4 separate regions of the Sus scrofa genome follow, and all the other regions are linked to region 4. A link is a contact called in public HiChIP or PLAC-seq data. All regions are on one chromosome and are shown on one strand. Each heading gives the region's core, a stretch centred on a gene start, on an enhancer-like site or on the middle of the called end of the contact. The rest is flanking DNA. Distances are from core to core; before and after follow the strand shown.

Evidence for each region. HiChIP or PLAC-seq counts read pairs in DNA pulled down with a chosen protein or histone mark.
Region 1: a contact with region 4 is called in an H3K27ac HiChIP or PLAC-seq map of skeletal muscle, with 9 times the contacts expected there. The contact joins the promoter of FES here to the enhancer-like site in region 4. A contact is called at or near these places in 2 of 5 promoter capture datasets (fetal skeletal muscle and liver), 18 of 47 Hi-C or Micro-C datasets (alveolar macrophages, brain, embryonic fibroblasts and 11 more) and 2 of 2 datasets of contacts at active chromatin or transcription factors (alveolar macrophages and skeletal muscle).
Region 2: an H3K27ac HiChIP or PLAC-seq map of alveolar macrophages shows a contact between it and region 4. The contact joins two enhancer-like sites. A contact is called at or near these places in 1 of 5 promoter capture datasets (liver), 1 of 47 Hi-C or Micro-C datasets (embryonic fibroblasts) and 1 of 2 datasets of contacts at active chromatin or transcription factors (alveolar macrophages).
Region 3: an H3K27ac HiChIP or PLAC-seq map of alveolar macrophages shows a contact between it and region 4. The contact joins two enhancer-like sites. A contact is called at or near these places in 1 of 5 promoter capture datasets (liver), 1 of 47 Hi-C or Micro-C datasets (embryonic fibroblasts) and 1 of 2 datasets of contacts at active chromatin or transcription factors (alveolar macrophages).

The regions. Positions count from the first base shown.
Region 1 is chr7:53,471,676-53,474,375 of Sscrofa11.1, forward strand. It overlaps FES (tyrosine-protein kinase Fes/Fps), which reads left to right and starts at 1,272. Exons shown (of 19, transcript XM_001929355.4): 1 at 1,272-2,066; 2 at 2,581-2,700. The coding sequence starts at 2,590. It overlaps FURIN (furin), which reads left to right. Exons shown (of 15, transcript XM_021098916.1): 15 at 1-1,116.
Region 2 is chr7:53,422,798-53,425,513 of Sscrofa11.1, forward strand. No RefSeq gene overlaps it. Among named protein-coding and RNA genes, the nearest start is that of FURIN, 31 kb to the right of the region's middle. Within about 2 kb of position 1,449, at least 16 of the 83 cell types and tissues checked have an H3K27ac peak or open chromatin away from gene starts, as enhancers often do. A contact at or near this core is called in alveolar macrophages, where this site is marked.
Region 3 is chr7:53,404,900-53,407,795 of Sscrofa11.1, forward strand. BLM (Bloom syndrome RecQ like helicase) reads left to right here. Exons shown (of 21, transcript NM_001123084.1): 19 at 660-782; 20 at 2,668-2,869. Among named protein-coding and RNA genes, the nearest start is that of FURIN, 49 kb to the right of the region's middle. Within about 2 kb of position 1,297, at least 10 of the 83 cell types and tissues checked have an H3K27ac peak or open chromatin away from gene starts, as enhancers often do. A contact at or near this core is called in alveolar macrophages, where this site is marked.
Region 4 is chr7:53,260,477-53,263,176 of Sscrofa11.1, forward strand. No RefSeq gene overlaps it. Among named protein-coding and RNA genes, the nearest start is that of BLM, 82 kb to the right of the region's middle. Within about 2 kb of position 1,320, at least 16 of the 83 cell types and tissues checked have an H3K27ac peak or open chromatin away from gene starts, as enhancers often do. A contact at or near this core is called in alveolar macrophages, omental adipose tissue, retroperitoneal adipose tissue and 2 more, where this site is marked.

The sequences.
Region 1 (2,700 bases), core at 22-2,521, 210 kb after region 4:
ATCCGCTACCCCGCCCCCCACCTCTGGTGAGCCTCGGGTGGAAGCAGTGAGCAAAGGAAGGGACCAAGGCCAGGCAGGCACCTCCGGGGCGCGCACGTGGGTCCACGCGCGTTTGTCCCTTTGCCCCCGTCTACTGCGCTGGCTGCCTGCCAAGCAAGGTTGGCCCAGCCCCACGCTGGTGCCCCTACCACCCTCCCCTCTCCAGCACCCTTCCCTCCCGCCAGGGCCCAAGTCCCTGTTTTCTGAGCCCGGGGCCACCTGGGCTGTTGGCACTCGCAGTCCCAGAGCCCCTGGGTGGGTGGTGGGGAGGGACGGTGGCCCAACCGGCCTGTCCCACCTCCCACCCGATGCTGCTTTCCCCTGTGGGGATCTCAGGGGCTGTTTGAGGTTATATTTTCACTTTGTGATTATTTCACTTTAGATGCTGACTTGTTTTTGTTTTTTTTGTTTTTTTTTTTTGGTATTTTTAACGGGGGTAGCAGCTGGACCATCCACTCTCCCACACCCACTGTCCACCCTGCTGTTCCCCCCCGCCGGCTGCGCGGGCCCTGAGGTGTGGGGGGCTACGGCCTGTTGCCGAGGAATAGCTGAGCCCCAAATCCTGAAGAGGAGGCCAGGCCAGACGGGCCCTAGGAAAGGAGGATTGGGGTGGGCGGGCAGGCTGTCCATCTCAGATGGGGCTGGTCGTGCCAAGGGCTCACGGGTCACTGGTTCTCCAAGTGCCAGGGGTGGGCAGGTGGTGGCACCAAGCCCCTTCCAACACTGTGCCCTGGTGGAGGAAGCGCTGACCTGTCCGGCCCCCCAGGTCCCCCTCTTCTGACGTGCCTTTTGCACCCCTCCCATTAGGACAATCAGTCCGCTCCCATTTGGGAGCCCCTTTTTCTCTCTCCCCCAGCACCCCCCCCACCCAGCCACCTGCCCAGGGGTGCCCCCTCCTCTTCCACCCCCACCCTTGTGGCCAGCCCAGCTGGTTTTGTAAGATACTGGGTTGGTGCACAGTGATTTTTTTTTTTTCTCTTGTAATTTAAACAGGCCCAGCATTGTTGGTTCTATTTAACGGACTCGAAATAATGTTAGGTTTTAAAGTGATTAAACTTGCAGACTATGCAAACCAGGCCTGGTCTCCAGTGTGGTGATAATTGTTCTTCTCTGGGCCCTGGGGCTGCCTCCAGGATGGGGTGGGGGTGGGGGTGGGGATCGGGGCAACCTACATGCCCTTGTGACCTTCCTGCCCACGGTCCATCGCCCAGAGGGCTTCAGGGCCTCCTTCGGGCAGGGTGTAGAAGGGGACTGCAGCCGGGCACAAGTCCTGGAGGTGGGACTGGCTGAGCATTTCCACCCGCACAGGCCTTGAGTCCAGCAGGGAGAGAAGTTGAGTCCCACTCCCTGGCCCAGACCCCTTGCCTGCCCCAGGTTTCCCTTGAAACAGGAAGCCCCAGCCCTGGCTAGGTGAGCGGTGCCTGTTCCACCAGGGGACCTGTGTGGGAGAAGCTGGCCTCCCCTCTAGACATTTACTTGGAGATTTTATTCAAATGGAGACTGGTGCCTGAGCTCGCCTTGGGGAATCCAGTGGGGAGGGGAGGGCCTGCACCAGGCTTCCCCCTTCCTCTTCTGGGGCTGCTGCTGGGGTGGCCCGCCTGCCCCCAGGCTCTGGACCCGCAGGCTCTCCCACCCAGTGCAAGCCTGCTGCTCCGCCCTGGGCAGGCGCCCATTACTGCACCCGCGGGCCGCTTCCCCCAGTTCCTGGGCGCTGTCCGGGACCTGGGGAGTGCCCGGCCAGGCTGCTCTCTTCTGGCCCATTCTTTCTCAGCCCCCTCCTCCCTTCCGTTTCCGCGAGCCTTGTGAGCCGTGTGGCTGGCTGAGCGGCCTGCACTGGGCAGCGGGGGGGCGGACAGGCGTCAGGGGCTCCTGCCCGCCCCTTCCCCTCCGCCGGCCCGCCCCGGGGCCTGGGCCAACTGAAACCGCAGGAGGAGGAAGCGCGGAATCAGGAACTGGCCGGAGTGGTGCGGGGGCCTGAGTCTGAGTTGGTCCTCGGCGGCCCTAGGAGCAGCTAGCTGCCCACGCGGGTAACTCCTGCCCCCAGGGGAGGGTGTCGGTGGGTGGGGGGGAGTGGGAAGCAGGCAGGAGCCCTGCCAGCGGCGGCGATCAGAGAGCAGACACAGTTGGGCAGGGGCCGGGGAAGGGTAGGGGCTTGGGCTGCGGCTGCCTGGGGCGCCAGAAGGGGCAGGCTTGGCCCGGCCGAGGGGCCGAGGGACCGAGGGCCCTGATCGTGCCGCGCCCCTGCAGCTGGGTGCTGGGTGGGAGGGCCCAGGGAGGCAAGATCCAGGAGGTTTCTGCCCCAGGACTGGAAAGAGGACCCCTGGCACTAGTCCTCGGCCTAGGATGCAGGAAGCAATGAGGGCTTTCCCAGGCCAGGCCAAAGTTTGTACCTATGGCTGCATTTCAGTGGGACAGACCCCCACCACCCGCCTGTCTGCAGCCCCTCTTAGTCAGGCAGCCCCTAGGGTCTCTGTCCCACACCTCTGTCTGTCTCCAGCTCCTGCCCTGCCCCCACTGGTGGCTTCTCCTCTCTGTCCCCAGGACCACACTATGGGCTTCTCTTCGGAGCTATGCAGCCCCCAGGGCCATGGGGCCCTGCAGCAGATGCAGGAGGCCGAGCTTCGGTTGCTGGAGGGCATGAGAAAGTGGATGGCCCAGCGA
Region 2 (2,716 bases), core at 199-2,698, 160 kb after region 4:
GGTCCGGATGGTCCTGCCACCGGCGTGTTTCCTGTACCTCCCAGTGTGTGGCAGGCACTGGGCAGCCACCCAGCCACCGTCATGATTCACACACTCCCGGAGACGCACTCCAGGTCAGGGCTGGGAGAGGAGGAGGCGGGGGTTCAGCAAGGAAAGATCAGAAGCGTCCAGGGGAGAAATTAAGTTGCAGCTCTAGGAGTTTCTGCCGTGGCTCAGCGGTAACAAACCCAACTAGTTAGTATCCATGAGGAGGCAGATTCGATCCCTAGCCTCACTCAGTGGGTGAAGGATCTGGCGCTGCCGTGAGCTGTGGTGTAGGTCGAAGACACAGCTAAGATCTGGTGTTGCTGTGGTGTCGGCGGGCAGCTACAGCTCTGATTCGACCCCTAGCCTAGGAATTTCCATATGCGGTGGGTGTGGCCCTAAAAAACAAAATAATAATAATAGTAATAAATTGCAGCTCTATGGAACAATCAGGTTCCTTTTCCCCATCTCCTCACAAAAATACTCCAACAGAATATTTCTTGTTTCCTTGTGGATTGGATCCATTTTGAGCTTCGCTACCAAGAGCCCCTGCTTCTGCAGGAATCAACCCTCCCCACAATCTGAGAGAGGGTCCTGTTGCTCCCAGAGGCAGCTGAGCCTGAAACCAGTCAGGGCCAGGCCCTCATTCTCTGGCCTGATGTCACCTGGCTGGTGGGGCAAGATGAGAACAGGCCAGGGGCTGACAATACCCAGGACAGCCCAAGGGTCCCAGCCTGTCCTCCTGATGGAATGTCAAGCCGCACCACCCAGTCCTGGCCTAAACTGCTTGGGGCAGAAAGGCCCAGCCCAGTGCTAATCCCAGGTTCTCCACCTGTTCTGATTCTGTTTCCTTGCCAGGTCCTGGGCTCATGCCGAGAGCCTGATTTCTGGGAAGTGGAAGAGTAGGGTGAGGCAGGCATGAGGGGCTATGCGGTCACTCCTTCTGGCAGGCTGGGATTGGTGCTGTGCCTCCTGTGGCCACCCTCCCCTCAAGACACTCCTGGTCAAAGTTCCCCAGGGGAAGAGCCACAGTCATACCCCCTCCTCAAGGAGGCTGCTCATGCCACTGGCAAAGACCTTCTTGCCCTTGGAGATGGGCTACCCTGATCCGGAGGCCCCAGATCTGGGGTTGGCATTTCCTGTTCTTCAAACCTGTCTGTTCAGTCCTTTAAACCTGTTGCTGACTTGCTGTGTGACCTTGGGCAAGTCACTTCCCCTCTCTGGGCCTCAGGCTTTACCAATAGAATGAATGATCCAGTCTGCCCACCTACTGGGACATTCCAAAACTGTGAAATGTTCATCACCATGTGATCTTATGTAATCAGAGCCGCATTCCTTTAATTTGACAAAAATGCACATGGTCCCGATGGGTGACTCAGCAGTCCTCAGCTCTGGCCTGGACACCCACGTCGCTTGGGGTGGGGAGGAACAGGTCCTACCCAGACCCACAGAATCAGAGTCTCTGGGCCTCTGGGCCTCTGGGTGGGCAGGACTTAGAGATTTGCATTTTTAAGAGGCCGCCTGGGGAGTCCCCATTGGCCCAGTAGGTTAAGGATCTGGCGATGTCATTGCTGTGGCTTGGGTTGCTGCTGTGGCTCAGATTTGATCCCTGGCCCAGGAGCTTCTGCATCCCATGTGCATGGCCAAAAAAAAAAAAAAAAAAGAAGAAGAAAAAGCTGCCTAGGAGGTCAGACTTTAAAGGGCAGGAGAACCTAGACTCTCGCTACCCCAGTACTTGACAAGATGAGTAATAGCACAGTGGCAACTTGTTTATAAAGAAAATGAGCCAACACACTGAGCAGACAATCTCCACAGCGGTGGCCTTTGGTGCCCTCTGCCCTCATGGATCCTGAGCGGCCAGGGACATGGGAGCAGGACACAGTCCTGGCCAGGCAGAGGGGGCTGGGGTGCAGGGTGTGTAAGAGGCAGCAGGAAACGGAAGGCCTGCACCCTCAGCAAGAGTGGCCTCCGTGGGGGAAGTCTCCCCGCCCACCCCTGCACATTTGAGCTCCTGAAAAGCAGGTTGAAAACCACACAGCTCTCCCAACTGTCCCTCCAAGGGAAGGCAGCCTGGTTCCCCTGTGAGAAGTAGAGGGTCTGCAGGAGATGCTCGAGTTAACTGAGCAAGGTGAAAAGAACACCCAAGGCTACTCTGCCAACTGCCATGAAGAGGCTGGCAATCACTGGAGGGCGTGGCTGGAAGGGGATGGGGCCAAGGATCAGAGGCAGCTTCCCTGAAACTAATAGCTTCAGGACAGGAGTTCCCATCATGGCTCGGCAGAAACGAATCTGAGCAGCATCCATGAGGACACAGGTTCCATCCCTGGCCTCGCTCAGTGGGTTGAGGATCTGGCATTGCTGTGAGCTGTGGTGTAGGCCGGCGGCTACAGCTCTGATTTGACTCCTAGCCTGGGGACCTCCATATGCCATGGATGCAGCCCTAAAAAGACCAGAAAAAAAAAAAAAAAAAAAAAAGCTTCAGAACAGAGAAAAGCTAATGAGAATATGAGTTGGTTATGAAAAAAAAAAAAAAAAAATAGGCATTCCCCGTTGTGGCACAGTGGAAACGAACATGACTAGTATCCATGAGGATGAGGGTTCAATCCCTGGCCTCACTCAGTGGGTTAAGGGTCTGGCATTGTGGTGACTGTGGTATAGGCTGGCAGCTGCAATTCTGATTCCACCCCTAGCC
Region 3 (2,896 bases), core at 47-2,546, 140 kb after region 4:
CTACACCACAGCTCATGGCAATGCCAGATCCTTAACCCACTGAGCAAGGCCAGGGATCAAACCTGCGTCCTCATGGATACTGGTCAGATTCGTTTCCACTGAGCCACAATGGGAACTCCCTGTGCCGAGGACTCTTAACAGCCTGCTTGTTCAAGTCAGCACACAGGACTGGAGAAAGGACAGGTTTGGGTTGGGCTGGAGGGAGGAAGGAGAATTCAGCCATGGCCGTTCTGGAGTGCAGGGGAGAAGTCGGAGCTGGAAGTACAGATGTGGATGTTTTCTGCAAACAGAAGGATCATCATCTTTGCAGCTAGACGAGTCTTCGTTGTGAGAACACTGGGCCAGATAAAGTCGTGTTAAACCGAGGCACACCGCCCTGGCCCCCGCTCTCCCATGCCCCCCACGGCCTTTGCCGTCTCCATTCTCTGTCCTGACTTAATGCCCCTCTGCTGCTGGAATTGGAGGATGGGCGCCTGCCCTCTGGGCCTGTCTGCTGCCTCTGTTGGCACTAACTGCCTTGTAGAAAATTGGCCCATGTACCCAGTGCTCTGCAGTTAGTTGGCACTTTACAAACATGTGCTGAATTGGTGAATGAGCATAAATTCAGAGGGTTTTCTATGGGTAGTAATTTAAATTTCTAATTTTATGCCCATGCACAGAATCTTTATCTTCTGATCCTGAGGTTTTGCTTCAAATTGATGGTGTTACAGAAGACAAACTGGAAAAATACGGTGCAGAAGTGATTCCAATATTACAGAAATACTCCGAATGGACAGTGCCAGGTTCAGTATGCAGCCAAATACATGTTTTCTGAAAGCCTCTTTTAATGTGAAGCGATGTGTCTCACTGGATTAGAATTATGTGGTTTCGGGGTTGTGTTAATGCTTTTCCTACGCCTTGTCACACAGACGTCCAGTTGTCGGAGTAGACCTCTTCGAGGACACTGGTGCTTAGGCCCCCAGGGCATGCAAGTTACTGAACTTGCCAGTAGGACCCAAAGGAGGCCCCTTGGGCCCAGGAACTGCTGGTTCTGTTAAGGCAAGCACCCAGGGATCTGCCACCATCTCACTGTGTGATCCTTGGCAAGCCACAAATAACCTCTTTGTGCTTCAGTTTCCTTATCTGAGGGAGGAACGTGTTATCTGACAAGCGTGTCTAAAGATAAAGTTCAGAAGTGGAGTTTAAATGTTTTGGAAAAATGGACATGTAATCGGAACACTGGAGAGTCTAACTGTGATTAGCCATTGAAAGAATCTGCCCAGTGAGTGCATCATTAGCGGGCTTCCCAAAGGTCACGCGAGACTTGTCATGCAGCACCTCTAATTAGGCAACTCCTCACTGAGCTGCAGAAAGCATGGGCTCGGGGAGAATGCAAGGACGAAGAAAGATTTCGATGCGGCAGATAGGACAAGTCTTGTACAGGAGTCCTGGGCCTTCCTCCAGCGTATTGCCATGCAGACTAGCCACAGGAAGTGTTTTCCTGTTTGGTAATGGACCTCAGGGGTGGGGCTGGCACTGCTAGGTCCTTCTCAAAGCTGAGGATGAGAAATGAGTGAGCTGTATGTCAGGTTCTCTCTCCCCACAGTCGTTTTTTGTTTTTAGGGTTTTTGTCCATTGACAAAATGCCCAAGAGTTTTCGTTAATTCCTCTGTGTAGTAGTTATTCCTAGAAGCCTTATTTCAAATATGTTGACCTCTTGGTGGGTCATTTGTATACATTTGTTTAGTGTAGTAACTTGTGTGGAAGGGCATTTTGCCCACATAAGACAGGGCTGCTCTGCAGAAACAGCCCCAATCGAGAGAGAGACACTCCTATTCGCCTATTTTGTGCTATCCTCTTAACAGCCATTCAGAGGTGAAAATGAGTAAGGCCTTTTCATTTCCCCAAAATCCCATGGCTGGGATGACAGCTCTTCACCGAGCTGTGCTGCTTCCCCCTGTGCCTTTCCTCCCAGGCGGGGGCTGGCCTGAGGGTGAACCAGGCCAGCCAGGCAGGAAGTATCTTCAGAAAATGAACCTGATCCCTGTTGACTTATGGGAAGATTCCATGCTTTGGGGGCGCCTTAGGTTGCGAATGCCTATAGAAATTACCATCTTCTCTGCAAATGTGTGCTTTCGTACAGACCCATTTCCTGAGTGGTATGTGAAATGTTCACAACTATTATGCAAAGAGTAAAATATCTAGAATTTTCTGACACTCATTTACTATCGTTCAAAGATAAGATGCAGAACATAGTTATGTTTTCATTATACTGGGTAAATTTTTTTAGCATGTGTAAAATGACAAATAAAATTGCCTTTTATTTAGCACTTTATACTTTTCAAAGAGCCTAACAGGATTAACTGCCCAAACAATAACAGGGGTGCAGGCCACAGATTATGGGCTAATAAACCTGACATCTCTAGTCAAGTTAAAGAGCATCATACATTTTCTTAATGAATTCTGACCCCCTTTCTTTAAAAATAAATTGCCATTGACCACTTTGGGACTTTGTGGGGTGGGGGGAGTTGATTTCTGGTGGAGTTGTTGAATCCACGTGGCAGGATTCAGCAGGGAGGCAGCTAGGCATCAGCTGAACTGTGGCCCTGTGCTTTGTATCCACATCTAGGCTGTGACAGCACTTAGACAAGCACAGCGTCACTTAATGTCTGCGTTCTCCTTTTTTAGCTGAGGACAATTCCCCACGGAGAAGCCCCTCCAGCTGCAGAGGCAGTGGAAGAAACGCCCCCGAGGAGTTGGATGAGGAAACACTCATATCTTCTCACTACTTTGCAAATAAAACCAAAAATGAAAGAAAAAGGAAAAGGATACCAGCCTCCCAAAGGTCTAAGAGGAGAAAAACTAGTTTCAGTGGTTCCAAGGCAAAAGGGTAAGTTCTGCCACCTTTTCTGCAGCG
Region 4 (2,700 bases), core at 70-2,569:
TGTGTTATGGCTTAGCAAATATGTACTTCTCTGCCCTTGTACTTGGGGAATTGTTTACCTCCAGGCCCCTTTGCTCTTGGGCTCTGCCGTGTGACTTGCTTCAGCTGGTGACGTGTTGGAGGACAAGACCTGGAGCACAGCCTTGGCATGGGCTGGCGGCTTAGTCCCCCCACTCACAATTCTGCCATTGCCATGAGCACATCTTCCCTTGTGAGACCCAGAGGTTCCAGGAGAAAGAGAGGCAGGGGACACTTCAGCCTAACCCACCCCCGAGAACCAGTCTAGCCAGGCCCAGCTGAGATGAACGGGGCTGCCCCAATCGGTGTGCAGACAGGTGAGCCAGAAATAAATGCTTATAACAGGAAGCTGTTGAATTATGGGACCATTTGTTATGCAGCATTCTTGTGACAATGGGTGACTGATACACATTGTTTGTTCATGTCCTCTTTTGTGCTTGAGTTGCACTTTGTCCCTACCACTTTACTTACTAACTGTAGGGCTGATTTTGTTGCCCTTAACCTTGGAAGAAAGCACTGTCTCATTCACTTTTGATTCCTCTGTGCCCAACCAGATGGCACCCAATATCATCCTCTTCCTCTGCACCCCTCTGGGACAGCCCAGTCCAAGTGGAGATCCCACACCTCTGCTCCCAGGATTCACCTGCCAGTATGAACAAGATTCAAAAGCCCTAAGCTTCAGTATCCACTCTTGGGGAGGACACCTGGGGCAGGGGATGCATAGCTGCTTTCCCAGCCAGGTAATGTATGAAAACAGGGAAAAGACCCTCTCAGTAGATGTAAGGGGGGTGGGAACAAGGAGAAAGCTGAGCTCTTTGTCCAAATATAAACCAAGAGCCTTGGGGTATGGAAATCTCAGAAGGCTTCCTTGCAAAGTGCCCAAGTGCCCAGGGGGCAGTGAGGGTGCTGTCACTAACATCATATGGGCCCCCTGTCAGAATGAGCTCTGGGAGCCATAGTTCTGGGACAGGGAGGGCAGCTGTGGACTGGGTTTTCCAAAGACTGCCCATCAGCCTCTTGCTATGATAATCTTGGTTCTACCCAGCTAGTTTCCTTAAAATTTATCACCCAAACCAGTGATATTTAAACACTTTCGTAAGTGAATAATTTTTTGTGTGACTGAATATTAACAATCGCTTTTGTGAGTGTTAATAGTTGTGCCAGGACAACCGGTCAGCCTGTGTATAGGAGCAGGGCCTGCTCAGGGGCCAAGGGCCCAGGCCCTGGAGTTAGAGAGATGGGCTTCACATCTGCCTCCGCTCTTCCTGGCTGTGAAGACAGGGCCAGCCAGTGGCCTCCGCGTCCTTCCGTTTTCTGATCTATAAATAGGGATGATGCTGCCCACTTCACGGGTCGTGCCCGCCCCGTGGTGAGCACTTCCTAAATGTTAGGTATCACTTTCACTGTCATTCTTGTTACTAAATGGGTCCTTTCTTGCTAGACCTCAGAAATACAACAAAGGGACTTGTTGAGAAGACAAGCCCAGCCTTTGAAAGGCAATGCACAGAGAAGGCCTGTGGTGCCTCCACCCTCCTCCCTGAGGAACTAGTGTGATGACTGGTCTGACCAGGACGCCAGCAGCCAAACACAGATCTTCTGGAGGCACCTGCCTTTCCTGGCTCAGGAGCCCCAGGCCTAGCCTCAGATGACGCCTATTCTTGATCAGCTCAAAACCTGGCCTTGTAAGTGCTGAATCTTCCTCAACTGCTGTTTGTAAGGCAAGCCCTGCACGCTGCCTGGGGGCCTATTTTACTGGGTGCAGGAGGAGCCATGCAAACTGGAAGCTGCTGGGCTCCTCCCCTCCAAGAAGCCAGGCCAGCAGACAGGCTTCCCTGGCGAGGCTTCCTTGACCTAGCTGGCCAGTCAGATGTGCCCTCCCTGGAAGGTAAAGCTTGAATGGGGGAGACTCGGGAGTCTAGGGGTGGGGGTGGGGGTGGGGTCTCACTGAAAGGAGCCACATTAAAGGCAGTGCCTTGGCCATTATCCTGCCATCAGGAGGCCAGGCTGTTCCGCGTTTCTCCCAGCCTGTGTGCCACCCCGGTAACTTTTCCTAAGTCTCCTGGAGCCAATAGCTGCTTCAGCTCGCCAGCTTGTGAGGCTGTGCTTGCCCGCAAATCTCTGCAACTCTGTCCCTTGCCCGGGCCCTGCTGTCTGGGCTGCCGTGACTAGACTCTGCCTTGGCTTTCGGGTCAGGCAGTGGCCGTGGGAGCCAGTGAGAAGTGCCACTTTCAGCTCCATGTTCTTCCTGAAGAGAGGACTCCCTGGGCTTGCTCCGGGGACTTCCGCTGTTACCCTGGCACACACCTCTAGCCAGCTGCCCACAGGGCTGTTTAATCACTCCCCCACCCCTGCCCCGCCAGGGGGCCTGAGAATCAGGACTCCTGATGGCAAAGCCAGCGAATGCTGGTTCTGCAGAATGCTGCTAGGGGATGCGCACAGCAGCACCCTTGCACGCCGAGGGTACCGGCTGCTTCAACATGGTGTGGAGCTGTCCCCAGTGAAGAACAGACTTCCCAGAGGTGCCAGCCTACCTCCAAGGGCTTGATGCATTACTGAGCATTGCTCAAACGTGCTTGACCCCTGAGTCCTTTCTGTTGGTACCACCTTGTGAGGCTGATGTTCTGGGAAGCACACTGGGAGAAGCCTGGGGACAGGCAGGGATGGATGAGGGAAGGATGCAGGA